3 separate regions of the Pan troglodytes genome follow, and all the other regions are linked to region 1. Evidence: chromatin contacts called from public HiChIP or PLAC-seq data. All regions are on one chromosome and are shown on one strand. Each heading gives the region's core, a stretch centred on a gene start, on an enhancer-like site or on the middle of the called end of the contact. The rest is flanking DNA. Distances are from core to core; before and after follow the strand shown.

Region 1 (4,709 bases), core at 1,332-3,831:
GTAATCCCAGCTACTCAGGAGGCTGAGGCAGAAGAATCGCTTGAACCCAGGAGGCAGAGGCTGCAGTGAGCCGAGATAGTACCACTGCACTCCAGCTTGAGCGACAGAGCGAGACTCCATCACACACACAAAAAAAGACAACAAGAAGGGATACTTAAAATCATTAGTAACCAGAGAAATACAAATTAAAGCAACAATGAAATATCACTTTATATCTATTAGACTGACAAAAATTAGAAAAGCGGATAATGTCTATCACTGGCAGGGATGTAGAGATACAAGGCCCCTCATATGCTACAGGTGGAAGAGTATGCTGGTGCAGCTTTTCCAGAGAATTCAGTGCTACTTAGACAAGTGAGTTCTACATATACTCTATGACCCAGCAATTCCACCTCTGGGTTTATATCCCCCCAAATTCTCACACAGAATTAGGGCACATACTTAAGCATGTTCACTGCAGCCTTGTTTATAATGACAGAAAGCTGGAAGCAAGCTGAGTGCCCTATGCCCAGAGATGAACAGGTACAATATGTGACTGTACACCACAGAGGACTGCGTTACTCGCTAGTTAGACATCATGCGGCGACATAGCCCTTAGTGGAAAAATAGTAAGACACAGTCAGCTATACAACTCAAAACACACCATTTACATAATGCATACAAATGTACAATGTTTAAGTCCAGATTAGAAGAAATCAACTGTAAAAAGACATTTGTAACAATCCAGGAGAAATTTGGGCATAAACATTAGATAATATTAACATAGGATAGTGCTATTTTAAATTAGCAGCACATATAAGCCGGGTGCAGTGGCTCACACCCGAATCCCAGCATTTTGTGAGACTGTGGTGGAAACATCTTGAGCCCAGAAGTTTGAGACCAGCCTGGGCAACACAGTGAGACCCCCATCTCTACAAAAAAAAAATTTTAATTAGCTGGATGGGGTGGCCCACACCTGTGGTCCCAGCTGCTCCAGAGGCTAAGATAGGAAGATCACTTGCGCCTGGGAGGTCGAGGCTACAGTGAGCCATAATGGTGCCACTGCACTCTAGCCTGGACAACAAAGTGACACCCTGACTCAAAAATAATAGTAATAATAGTTAAGGGCCGGGCGAGGTGGCTCACGCCTGTAATCCCAACACTTTGGGATGCCAAGGCCAGCGGATCGCTTGAGGTCGGGAGTTCGACACCAGCCTGGCCAACACGGTGAAACCTTGTCTCTACTAAAAATACAAAAATTAGCTGGGGGGTAGCGCACGCCTGTAGTCCCAGCTACTCGGGAGGCTGAGGCAGGAAAATGGCTTGAACGCAGGAGGTGGAGGTTGCAGTAAGCCGAGATCGCACCACTGCCCTCCAGCCTGGGCGACACAGTGAGACTCCGTCTTTAAAAAATTAAACAAAAAATAAAAATAAAATAAAATTGGAAGGACAGTGCCTCTTCTGAAATGGCTGAGAAACAAAAAGAACTCAGGGAAAGAACATATCCAAGTAGCTGGGGTGGAAGAGGGCAGCCTGGGGAATGTGTCCCAGATGGTATCAGAGAAGCCATTATGGAGCCACTACAATGAGGAATGGTGGTTGACAACCTCCCTGGCAGGCTCTACTAGGAGATAAACCCAATCCATCAATCTCCATAAAAGGCTATTCTTTGTTGGAAAGTGACAGTGGGGAATCAGCCTAAACTTTTTTTTTTTTTTTGAGACCGAGTCTTGCTCTGTCACCCAGGCTGGAGTGCAGTGACGCCATCTCGGCTCACTGCAACCTCCGCCTCCCGGGTTCCAACGATTCTCCTGCCTCAGCCTCCCGAGTAGTTGGGATTACAGGCGCCCGCCACCACGCCCGGCTATTTTTTGTATTTTTAGTAGACACGGGGTTTCACCATGTTGGCCAAGCTGGTGTCGAACTCCTGAACTCGTGATCCGCCCGCCTCGGCCTCCCAAAGTGCTGGGATTATAGGCGTGAGCCGCCGCACCCGGCCCGCCTAAGCTTGTTTTTACCGCCAGGAGGTGCCCTTGGACCACAGCTGAATTTTGAATGCTAGACAGTCGGGAAACTCAGTTGCCTAGACTTCCAGCTTGGTGTGTACGAGGAGACCCTGTCCCACCCAGAACTAGGGACCTCGCTGGGCCTCTCCACCAAGTATTCCTCTGGTGTGCTCACCACAGACCCGGACTGTGATGGACACACAATGAGTGAGAGAGAACCAGACCACGGATACTCACGAGCAAACAAAACATGACTAAGCGTAGCCTGGGTAGCAATGCCTCTTAGGTCTGTCCCAGTTCTGCCAGGTTATCTTTCTGCCCCTTGGTTCTCAGTTTCCGTAGCAATAAATAACACCTCTGCAATGACAAACTTTAATGTTTAAAGCGCTACAAAACAATGACTAGTTTTGCTTAAAATGTGGCGCACCTGTATTTTTGAAATGTTGCCCCAAGCTGCCACAGAAGCCGGCCAGCCCGCTACAAAAGCCCCTTTTTAGGGCCCTCGGGGAGATTCCTCTGTCGTTAGCTCCCCGCCCCCCTCAAAGGGCCCAAGAGCAGGACCCATTGTGATGGTGAGTGACTCCCCAAGGCCTCCGCTTTTCTAGGCAGTGGTTGCGTTCAGAGCCCCTCTGACGCAGCAGTGGCGACCCTTTCCAGGGTGGTGACTGGCTGGTTGGGGCTGGGGGTGGGCTGACCTCCGCGGCGCCGCGCCACCACCAACAGGCCCCGCCCCCGTGCTGCGTGGTCATTTGTATGCAGCCTCGGGATTGGTCACTCGGCTCCCGCGAGGGGAAGGGGAGGGAAGCAGCGCGCACTCGCGCGTGCGTGAGCTGGCGCGCGAGAAAGGGCCCGGTCGCGTCGAGGCTCGAGCGGCCGTCGCCATTTTGTAGGGTTCTCTCTGACGTGGGAGCCGCCGTCGCTGCCGCCACCCGGAGGTGCGAGGGGGTCGTGTGTGTGTGATGTGGGGAGCTCGGGGGCGGGTCGGGCCGGGCCTCCGGCAGACTGCACGGCCCGGATTTGGGTTTCTCATTTTGCAGCGAGAGGTCTGGGAAGACAACGGGAGGAGGCGGGGCCGGGTCTCCGGAAGGAGGCGGGGCAGGGGTCGGGTCGAGTCTTTGTTGGGGCGAAGAAGCTGGAGGGTGGGCCGCTGTGGGCGAGGTGGTTGGTCCCCGGTTTGGGGGAAAGGGGACTTTTTTCTTTTTAGAGTATCTTGAAAGGCGCTAGTGCGCGCAGGAGAGGTACACAGATTTCCCTCCAAAACCTTGTTACCAGGCGCACTGCGATTGATGCCCCTTGCCTTTGCTTGGGCTTTTCCCTTTCCTCATTTTAAGACATGAAGCAGCTAATTCTGGTATTTCATTGCGCTCCACTTCACGGAGATGATAGACTGGGCTATGCCTGCTGACCCTCGACCTCCTGTTTGCATGTCACGCATAGCTCGCACTTCTCGAGAACAAACCGCCCTTCTTCTATTGAGGAAGAATAATGAATGTCTGTACGAGGGTCTTGAAGGTGCAAGAACTTTGGAGGATTAGACGAAAATGCTGCAGTGCACCGAAATTTCCCACCACACCCCTGACTTTTGAAGTCTTGTGTTTCTCTCCCAGGCTCTTGTCAGGATGGTGAAGCTGTTCATCGGAAACCTTCCCCGGGAGGCCACAGAGCAGGAGATTCGCTCTCTTTTCGAACAGTATGGGAAGGTGCTGGAATGTGACATAATTAAGAATTACGGCTTTGTGCACATAGAAGACAAGACGGCAGCTGAGGATGCCATACGCAACCTGCACCATTACAAGCTTCATGGGGTGAACATCAACGTGGAAGCCAGCAAGAATAAGAGCAAAGCTTCAACCAAGTTACACGTGGGTAACATCAGCCCCACTTGTACCAACCAAGAGCTTCGGGCCAAGTTTGAGGAGTATGGTCCGGTCATCGAATGTGACATCGTGAAAGATTATGCCTTCGTACACATGGAGCGGGCAGAGGATGCAGTGGAGGCCATCAGGGGCCTTGACAACACAGAGTTTCAAGGTGAACTGCTCTGGGCCTGGGTAGTAGCGCCGAGTGGGGTCTAGCTCAAAACAGGCAAGAACACAAGACTATAGAACTTGCTGGGTGGTCTCTTCCATTCTGTTTTAGCTGGAAATAATAGATTATGTTTACCGCTCTTAAGCATAATTTACCCCTGGGGAAGCAAACACTTCCCCTTTTCAGGTTTGCTAAGATGTTGCTCACCGACTGCATAGAATCACAAACTGTGGGTTACTTTACCCTGCGGGATTCTTGCATTGATTCGAGTGCTGTTGGAAGTGTAATCTGCTTGGGGAAACGAGTACCTCATGAGAGAAGGGAGGATAAAGGTCCGTGGCTTACCTGCTTCTTTGGTGATGATCAGGAAGCCTTATATTTGAGGGTTTAAGTGCTTAAGATTTATATTCTTTACTGCTTTGGGTGGATACTGGTGGGAAAGAAGAAAAAAGACATCTAGAGGAAGCCCTATATTATAAATCTGGGTGGCAAGTCTGGATCTGCGGGAGTATCTTTTTGTTGATGAAAGTTGTGCAGTCTCTTCAAGCAGAGTCAAAAAAAACATGCCATGGAGTGTTCTGCTCCACCTGTTTATTTCACCCTCAGAAAAGGAAATTTCTAAATATATCAGACTCAATGGGAATGATGGTCCCGCTTCTGAAGAAATTTCAGTACAAGCATCGTAGAGCATATCAT
Region 2 (4,095 bases), core at 1,577-4,076, 130 kb after region 1:
CAGACTACAAGGATCTGGGCACTGCTGGAATGGAGCTGGGGTTGTTGGGGTATAAGTGGTGAGAGGCAGGCCAGAGGGGCAGCAGGGGCCAGGTCATGCGCGATCTTGGGTGCTGAGCTGGGGAGTTAAAATTTGATCCGGAGGGCAACAGAGAGTCAGGGAAGCCTCAGGCAGGAGGGAGGTGGGCAGAACTGTCCATGCTGGTTGCAGAGTGGAGATGAATGGCTTGGCGTGGCAGAAGGCAGAAGTGAGGACGCAGTCACTGGGATCAGGGCAAGAGAGGAAGGGTGTCAGTGTGGGGGACAAGGCAGGATTGGATGGATGAGACAGAAATGTTGGAATGTAAGCTCCCATGGCAGGGGCTTTATTTTGTCTGCTGCCGAATCCCAGCACCTGAAACAGCACTGGCACATGGTAAGACATCAGGTGGGAGGAGGCAGCGTGCTGCTCCAAGACTGTGTGAAGGAAGCCCTTGGATGGAGGAGTCACTGGGGAGAAAGGGAGCATAGAGCAACAGGGAGGGGTCAGGGCTAAAGCTGAGCACAAGGATGTTTATTACCACCTTGCAATAAACAACGCTGGACGAGAAAGAAATGAGCCAAATGTCCAACTACAAGGGATGCTGATTGATTTTCAGATCCTCTATGCTGTGCAGCCATTGAATGAGTAGATGATGAGATGGTGACTGCAAGTTGGGATGAACAGATGTTCCCGATAATTTGTTAGGTGACAAAGGCAAGTTACAGACTGGCACGTGTCATATGGGGGGCACGCAGACCTGGATCTCGGAGAGGCCCGGGTGGGTGGGGGTAGGGATAGGAGATGTTGCAGAACAGGTGGCAGCTGGAGCCAAGGACAGGGATGACACCACCGGGAAATTGCCAAACCTGGGACTGCAGCCGTGCTTGGAGACAGGTGCAGGGGGAGCCTAAGGGGAGGCCTGTCACCCGGGGCACCCCAGCCGAGTCAGCGGAGCCTCTCGGCCCTTGGGGTCATCTCCTGTCATCTAACCCAGCAGAAGTACTCTGATTCTAAATTCTGGGACTCTCAGATCATTTAAATTCCACTGAGTACCCCAGTACCCTGCCCTCTCCTGGAGTCATACAGTGTTGGCACACGCTGAGCAGGGTCCAATGGCCTCATAGTGCCCTCCTGGTTACCCCTGGCCTGCCACTCTCCAAAGTATTCTCCCTCTGGCCTGGATCATTTTCCCTTTGGGAACCCAGGTGTCCTGCCCCCTCTACTTGGGAAAGTCTGGGAGTGAAAATAGCTCAGGGAGGGAGGGGCCCTGAGTGCCCAACGGGCTGGGCCTGGGTAGCAGCTGCCCCTGTGCCCCTCTTTGGCGCCCCCGAGGTGCTGCCTCAGCACTAAGTGTCCATCTGGCTGGAGAGTCAGGTTACAGTGTAAGGGGACCCAAGTCTCCCCTCCTCCCCGACCTATGGCCTTTTCAGCAGACTCAGGGCCCCATGCCTGGGGTATCTTGGGAAAGAATGGGGGTAGGGAAAAGGGTAAAGATCCTCAGGTTGCGGAGGTCCTGATGTCTGACAGTCTGTGATGTGGGGCCTGTCTGTGCTCTTTCTGGGCTTCAGTTTCTTCAATTGTTAAATGAGATACAGCGACTATGGACCCCACCCTGGAGACGAGGTGGGGTGGGGTCTGAGAGGACCCTTCTCACCACCCCCACACTCCCAAGTCCACTAGTTGCCTGACTGCAAGCCTTCAGGGTGGGGTCTGGGAATATTTAACTAGAAGAAGATTCTTCTTTCTGAACCCCCTAACTTGGATCTCCTGGGGTTTGCCCAGCCTGTTTTCAGCAGCAGAAGTGGGGCAGTGGGCCCAGGGGAATGAACCCTGGTGGGGGTGGGGAGCCCAGAAACTCTCTTGTCATTTTAAACCCCTCTTGAGGGCTCCCAGCCCTCTCCTCCAGCCCTGGGGACAGCAGGCAGCTGATGGGCAGAGCCTGGGCTGGGGATTAGCACTCTAGGTTAAAGACAAGCTCTGCCCCTGCACTGCTGAGATGCCCAGGACAAACAGCCCGGCCTCTCAGGCCTCGGTTTTGCTGTCAGGAAATGGGCGAGCACTCACTTTCCGCTGCTGCTTCTCCCAGGCCGGGTCCAGCAGCAGGTCGCGGTCCCAGTCCTCCTCCTGTTCCATGTACTCGCCGCCCCCGCCGCCGCCCGCGAAGCGCCCCTCCCCGGCCCCCAGACCCTCGGGCTGCATAACCATCATCATCTCGATCGGGCTCCTGGCTTCGCTCCGCTCGGCACGCTCTCGGACACCCGGGCCCCATTAAGTAGGGCCCAGCCCAGCCCCAGATCGAATTCGCACTAAATATGGGGGAGGAGGGAGGGGCCGGATGGGGGTGAAGGAGCTCGGGTTGGACCTGGCAAGGGGTTGTCCTGAAGCCGGGAACTGCGGGACTCGGGGGCGCCGGGGTGGATCTCGCGGCGGAGATCCTGGGTTTGCATTCCTGCTCCGCTGCTGGGGCGCTGTGTGACCTTGAGAAATCCACGGGACCTCTCTGAGTCTGTTTCCTCCTCTCCACAATAGAAAGGCCGATAATAATAGTGGCCGCGGGCCGCTCTAGAGGCTGCCCTCTGGAGCTCCTCGTGAGCCTCTTCCAGCACCTCGCTGGTGGGACACAGAGCCCTAACCCCATTTCACAGTCAGGAACACAGAGGCGCCGAGCTGTTTTGCAAGTTTTCTGGGGTGATGGAGACACCCGGGCATGGGGAACGGCTCTGAGCCAGCTGGATGGGCTGCGGCAGGGCTATTAATATCGGGGCGGCTGTGGGGAGTAGGGGAGAATGTGCTGAGCCGGGAAACCCCGACACCACCCCGGCTGCAACTCAATCCCCCGGGCACTCCTGGCCCCAGCGCCAGCGGGCGGGGCTCCGACGGGATGGGAGGGGCCTCCAGGGTGGGCGGGTCAATCACTCCGCGGCGTCATCCGGGCTCCAGCGCCGCGGGATTCCGAGCGCCTCCACTGCTGGTCCGTTGGCCAGATCAACTCGCCGCGTGGGCCGGCCGTTCCCTGAGAGTCGGAGCGTTCGCCGCACCCCCTTCCGAGCTTCTATTGGCCGTAGCAGACGTCCGTCTGCCGCTATCTCCGCCCCAATACGGAAGCGGCCTAGTCCTCCGGCTCCGACAGCTGGGTGTCCAGGCCATGGGGCAGCACTGGGCGTCTGGGAGCACGGACGGGGCGCCCGCGCAGCTGCCTCTCGTGCTCACCGCGCTGTGGGCCGCGGCCGTGGGCCTGGAGCTGGCTTACGTGCTGGTGCTCGGTCCCGGGCCGCCGCCGCTGGGACCCCTGGCCCGGGCCTTGCAGCTGGCGCTGGCCGCCTTCCAGCTGCTCAACCTGCTGGGCAACGTGGGGCTCTTCCTGCGCTCAGATCCCAGCATCCGTGGCGTGATGCTGGCCGGCCGCGGTCTGGGCCAGGGCTGGGCGTGAGTGGGGTGCGGGATCGGGCGGGGAGAAGTGGGAGCCTTGGACAGGGGGGAGGGGCCCCAAGACCTGAGATGTTAGAACCAGGTTACATTAGGATCCAGGTTGTTAGAATCAGAAATTTGTTTAGAACCTGGGATGGAAGAGCTAGAATTGAGTGTTATTTATTCACTCGCAAATACTTATTGGGCGCCTACTAGGTGCAAGGTTTTGTTACAGGGACGAAGGGTACAATAGAACAAATTCCTGATTTGAGGGGGGTGCAGATGAGAAACTAGAGGAATAATAAGCAAATCATATAGAATGCTAGAAGGTGATAGTAGTTTGGAAACAAGAAGTAGAGCAGGGTAAAGGGGTTGCAAGTTTCAATATTAAATAGGTGGTTAGGCCGAGTGCGTTGGCTCACATCTGTAATCCCAGCACTTTGGGAGGCCGAGGCCGGCGGATCACTTAAGGTCAGAAGTTTACCAGCCTAGCCAACGTGGTGAAACCCCGTCTCTACTAAAAATATAAAAAAATTAGTCGGGCATGGCGGCACGTGCCTGTAATCTCAGCTACTGGGGAGGCTGAGGCAAGAGAATTGTTTGAACCTGGGAGGCGGAGGTTGCAGTGAGCCGAGATCGAGCCACTGCACTCCAGCCTGGGTGACA
Region 3 (4,274 bases), core at 801-3,300, 200 kb after region 1:
TACTATTGTACCCATTCACCAGATATGCTAACTGAGGCTTAGAGAAGGTGAGATGACTCACCCAAGGGGTCACAAAATACACTGGTGGACCATATTTGGTCTGTAGTCCCTAAACCTTAAAGATTGACTCTAAGGTCAGGCATGGTGGCTCACACCTGTAATCCCAGCACTTTGGGAGGCCGAGGTGTGTGGATCGCCTGAGGTCAAGAGTTCAAGACCAGCCTGACCAACATGGTGAAACCTCCTTTCTACTAAAAATACAAAAATTAGCCAGGCTTGGTGCCAGGCACCTGTAATCTCAGCTACTGGGAAGGCTGAGGCAGGAGAATCACTTGAACCCAGGAGGTGGAGGCTGCAGTGAGCTGAGACCACACCATTGCACTCCAGCCTGGGCAACAGAGTGAGACTCCACCTCAAAAAAAAAAAAAAATTGATTGACTCTAACTACCTAGTATTACAGATGGGGAAACTGAGGTTCAGAGAGGCTAAGAGCCTTGCCTAATCCCACAATGGAGACATCAGCAGCAGAGATCCTCATCTCTAGGCTCCCAGCCCAGGCCCCTCCCTGCTTCCTTGTTCAGTATTCTTTTTTTAAGACGGAGTCTCACTTAGTTGCCCAGGCTGGAGTGCAGTGGCATGATCTTGACTCACTGCAACCTCCGCCTCCCGGGTTCAAGCGATTCTCCTGCCTCAGCCTCCAAAGTAGTTGGGACTACAGGCGTGCATCACCATGCCCAGCTAATTTTTTGTATTTTTGATAGAAACGGGGTCTCGCTATTTTGTCCAGGCTGGTCTCGAACTCCTGGCCTCAAGCGCTCTGCTTGCCTTGGCCTCCCAAAGTGCTGGGATTACAGGCGTGAGCCACCGCGCCTGGCCTTTGTTCAGAATTCTTTACACTTTCCACTGTGCTCACAAGGATAAAGTGCCAGGCCGCCAGCTGGAAGGCTCAGCCTTTAGCCAGGACTCGGCCCCAGACTCCTAAAAGTCAAGTCCATTGCTTCACTTTTCTGTGCCTCCGTTTCCTCCTCTATAAAAGAGAGAATAACCCCAATATTACCAGGTGGGTGCGCTAATCAGATGAAGTCGCCCTGGACGGAAAGTATCCACAGCAATAAATGATTTTGCTTGAAACTGTCCCATTCTCATCCCTCTAAATGCCTTTTCCTTGGTCCTCCATTCTCCTGCTCGCTCCCTGTGCTCCACCACAGAAGTTCACAACCAGAAGAAAACCCATTTTACAGATAGGGAAACTGAGGCTTGGAAAAGCCAACAATTTACTGAAGGTCTGACAGCCCCGTTGGAACCCGGGGATTCCCCAACCCGGGGCATTCTCCCCGCCACGCCCCGTCCCGGCTGGGACAGTTTCCAGCCTCCTCGCCCTGCCCCGGCCTCCAGAAGCCCCGCCCCAATAGCACAGCCTCGAGGTTCGGAAAGGGCTGTTAACTCTTTGCTCCCCGGAGCACTCCTTGGCCTCGAGGGCGGGGTGAATTTGGAGGGGGTACTGGAGAGTGGGCAGAAAGGGAACGATTTTGCGCTCAGTACGGATTCGCCTTGGTCCCCCGGGATGACACGCTTTGACCCCAAAAGCCCAGGCGCCGCGCCTCACCTGCAGCAGCTTCTCCGTTCGCAAACTCACTTCCTGCTTCCGGCTCCCCCATTCATTGGGGCTCTGCGAACCCCGCCCCCCTTGGCCAACTGCCTGGCCTCGGGGTCCGGATGGGCGTCAGTACCAGCCAATAGACGCGCCAAGACGAGCTTCTCGGCTCGCCCGCTCCCGCCCCCAGGCGCTACGGGGTGGCGCGCGGATTGGCCCTGCGGGCTCGGCCTTTTGTCAGCAGGCCGCACACGCGCCGGACCGGGTACCGCTGTGCCCGGCCTGGCCGCGGCCTAGTCCCGGCAGACGGGACTGACGAGGTCACCAAGCCCAGGCCGAGACGGCGCGGGTGTCAGGGACTTGGGAATCCCCCTCCCCCAGTCCCGATCCCGCTTTCCTTTGGGGTTTCACCTCAGAGGACCCGACATCACTCTTGCAGGTGGGAACCTACACAATAGGAGTAATGTGGCTCCACCTTCCTCTCGGGACTCGGGACCTGGGGGTGGAGACTTGGAAGTTGCAAAGCTCTCGGTGCCGGGAATCGGGGCTACGGTTGAGTGGGATCGGGCCAGGGCTGAGGTGGTCCCACCCGTGTAGGGGCGCGGAGAAACGCCTCGACTGCTTCACTGTACCACCACCCACCCGCCACGGGCCTGGAAGGAGCCGCTAAACATTCCCGAGCCTCAGTTTCCTTAGCACAAACAGGCTGGCAGTTTCCTGGTGCTTGCCAGATGCCTGATGGATGAGAAAGCCTCCTGCGGCCCCGAAAGGGAGTCCAGAGCAGAGGCGGGCCCGCGGTCCACTTTTACAGGTCTGGACGGACTCACGGGACCACGGTCTGGGTGGGGCATGCGGAAGGGCCTAGGCCAAATGGGGAGTAGTGGTGAGGGCCCAGGGTCAGACTAGGGGGTGGAGTGAGGCTGTCTGGGAGTCTTGGCTTTATGAACCGGAAAACCAGGCTAATAATTGAATCCAATCCAAGGGATATTGTAAGTTGTGATGTGTTGACTGCAGTGCCGCTCCCTACAGTTGCGCAGGGTGAGGGGCGTTTGGGTACTGAAATCCCGCACGGTCTCCTTGCTACGCCCGTGTCTAGGCCAGACAGCCTCTGCTTACCATAGACATCAGTTTCTCATCCACAAAGGTGCCCAAGGCCCTGCTTGACACAACAGTGTTACAAGCTGTTAGCTTTGATGATTACTTGTTATATGGGGGAGTTCAACAAGTTGGTCGGTGTCCTTAGGAAAGTCACCCCTCTTCTTTCCTGTGCCTCCGTTTTCATTGTCTTTAAAATGGGTATAAAGTTGGCTGACAGGTGAAGTTGAAATGTGCACAGGTAAGGGAGGTAGTGCTGCCCACTCCCAGCAGGGGGCAGCTCAGGCAAGGAAAAGATCCCAGTGCTCTCAGGACCCCCCAACCAGCTACGTGATCACATTTTTATGATCACAGATAAAATGAGCATGTACTGAGGTCCCTTGCTAGCAGTTTGGCATGGAGGACCTCATTTAATTCTTGCAAAAATCCTGAGGTATCATCACTTTACCCATTGTACAGATAGGGAAACTGAGGCTAAGAGGTTCGCCGACTCCTATAACACCACACAGTTCAGGTGTCCCTGGCCCCAACATAGAGATACACACACACAGTCACTCACATGGAGCAGTCTATCACTGGAGTCATAACTCCCCAGCCTTGGCTCTTCCCCATGGGAATGCAAAAGGGGTCGGTGAGGAGCAACAGTTACGAATCAACTGTGTTACAGGTGCTCTCCGTATATTCACAACCACCTGGCGAGGTAGTGACTGTTATCCCCTTTAGCACTGAGGAAACTGAGGCTCTAACAGCTGGCAAAGGCAGAGCTGGGACAAGACCAGGGCTGTCTGACCCCCTCCACCAATACCTCTGAATCCTCCCTATCATCTACTGTGGTGCCCTTTGCTGGTCTTTCCTCCTAGGGTCTGAGGTTCCCCACTGGAAATGGGATCAGAATGTTCCCCTGCCTGGTTCCCAACAGGGTCAGAAGAGAGAACTTGGAAGAGTTGGATTTTGAGTGCTTTGTGTGTTGTGTGTATGTTGAGGGGAGAGAAGTTGGAATGCTCCCACACCTCCTGCAGCATCCCCACCCTCCCCTTCACCCCCACTGCAGCAGTGCCATGCTCTGGAAGCAAGAATCTGATCACACCCTCCTCCTTCTCTCATCACATTTGGGTGCCCTCTGTCTTCTCAATAGCCCAGGTCTGATCTCCCTGGCCGCAACCAGCTGTGTGGCCTTGGTCAGGTCCATCCCTCCCCTTGGAATCTGTACTTCCCTAGGCTCTGTCATCTATTGGGGACGATGCCCAGGTCAGGCCTATACTCAGAGCCTTCTTCTCTTCATCTCCAGAACAGCCGTCTACCTGTCTTCCTGGCTCACTCCCTGCAGGAATGGTCTGGGGCAACCCCAGCAACACGCCCACCTGTGGCCAGGATGAATAGGAATCCAGTTCAGGCTTGGCTTCCATGGCAATCAAGGCCCACCAGGCCCCAGCAACCTTCCCTACCCCCCATTCCTTTTTGCTGCCCCCCTCCACACCAGGCATGTTCCCTGCCACACCATGCTGTTCCCCTCACCTGGGCTGCCCTCCCAACTCCTCTCTGCCTCTGGAGATGCTCTGCCATTCAAGACTTGGCTCAGGCTCCA

Evidence for each region. HiChIP or PLAC-seq counts read pairs in DNA pulled down with a chosen protein or histone mark.
Region 2: a contact with region 1 is called in an H3K4me3 HiChIP or PLAC-seq map of stem cell-derived excitatory neurons, with 8 times the contacts expected there. The contact joins the promoter of ACTN3 here to the promoter of RBM4B in region 1. A contact is called at or near these places in 1 of 7 Hi-C or Micro-C datasets (stem cell-derived neural progenitor cells) and 1 of 1 datasets of contacts at active chromatin or transcription factors (stem cell-derived excitatory neurons).
Region 3: a contact with region 1 is called in an H3K4me3 HiChIP or PLAC-seq map of stem cell-derived excitatory neurons, with 4 times the contacts expected there. The contact joins the promoter of DPP3 here to the promoter of RBM4B in region 1. A contact is called at or near these places in 1 of 7 Hi-C or Micro-C datasets (stem cell-derived neural progenitor cells) and 1 of 1 datasets of contacts at active chromatin or transcription factors (stem cell-derived excitatory neurons).

What each region holds. Positions count from the first base shown.
Region 1 is chr9:68,998,499-69,003,207 of NHGRI_mPanTro3-v2.0_pri, reverse strand. It overlaps RBM4B (RNA binding motif protein 4B), which reads left to right and starts at 2,581. Exons shown (of 4, transcript XM_508578.9): 1 at 2,581-2,920; 2 at 3,593-4,016. The coding sequence starts at 3,605.
Region 2 is chr9:68,869,202-68,873,296 of NHGRI_mPanTro3-v2.0_pri, reverse strand. ACTN3 (actinin alpha 3) reads right to left here and starts at 2,826. Exons shown (of 21, transcript XM_016921306.3): 1 at 2,086-2,826. The coding sequence starts at 2,232. It overlaps ZDHHC24 (zinc finger DHHC-type containing 24), which reads left to right and starts at 2,970. Exons shown (of 5, transcript XR_008537851.2): 1 at 2,970-3,447.
Region 3 is chr9:68,801,332-68,805,605 of NHGRI_mPanTro3-v2.0_pri, reverse strand. It overlaps DPP3 (dipeptidyl peptidase 3), which reads right to left and starts at 2,050. Exons shown (of 18, transcript XM_016921303.4): 1 at 1,607-2,050. The coding sequence starts at 1,658. LOC107967123 (a long non-coding RNA gene) reads left to right here and starts at 1,894. Exons shown (of 2, transcript XR_001707372.4): 1 at 1,894-2,033.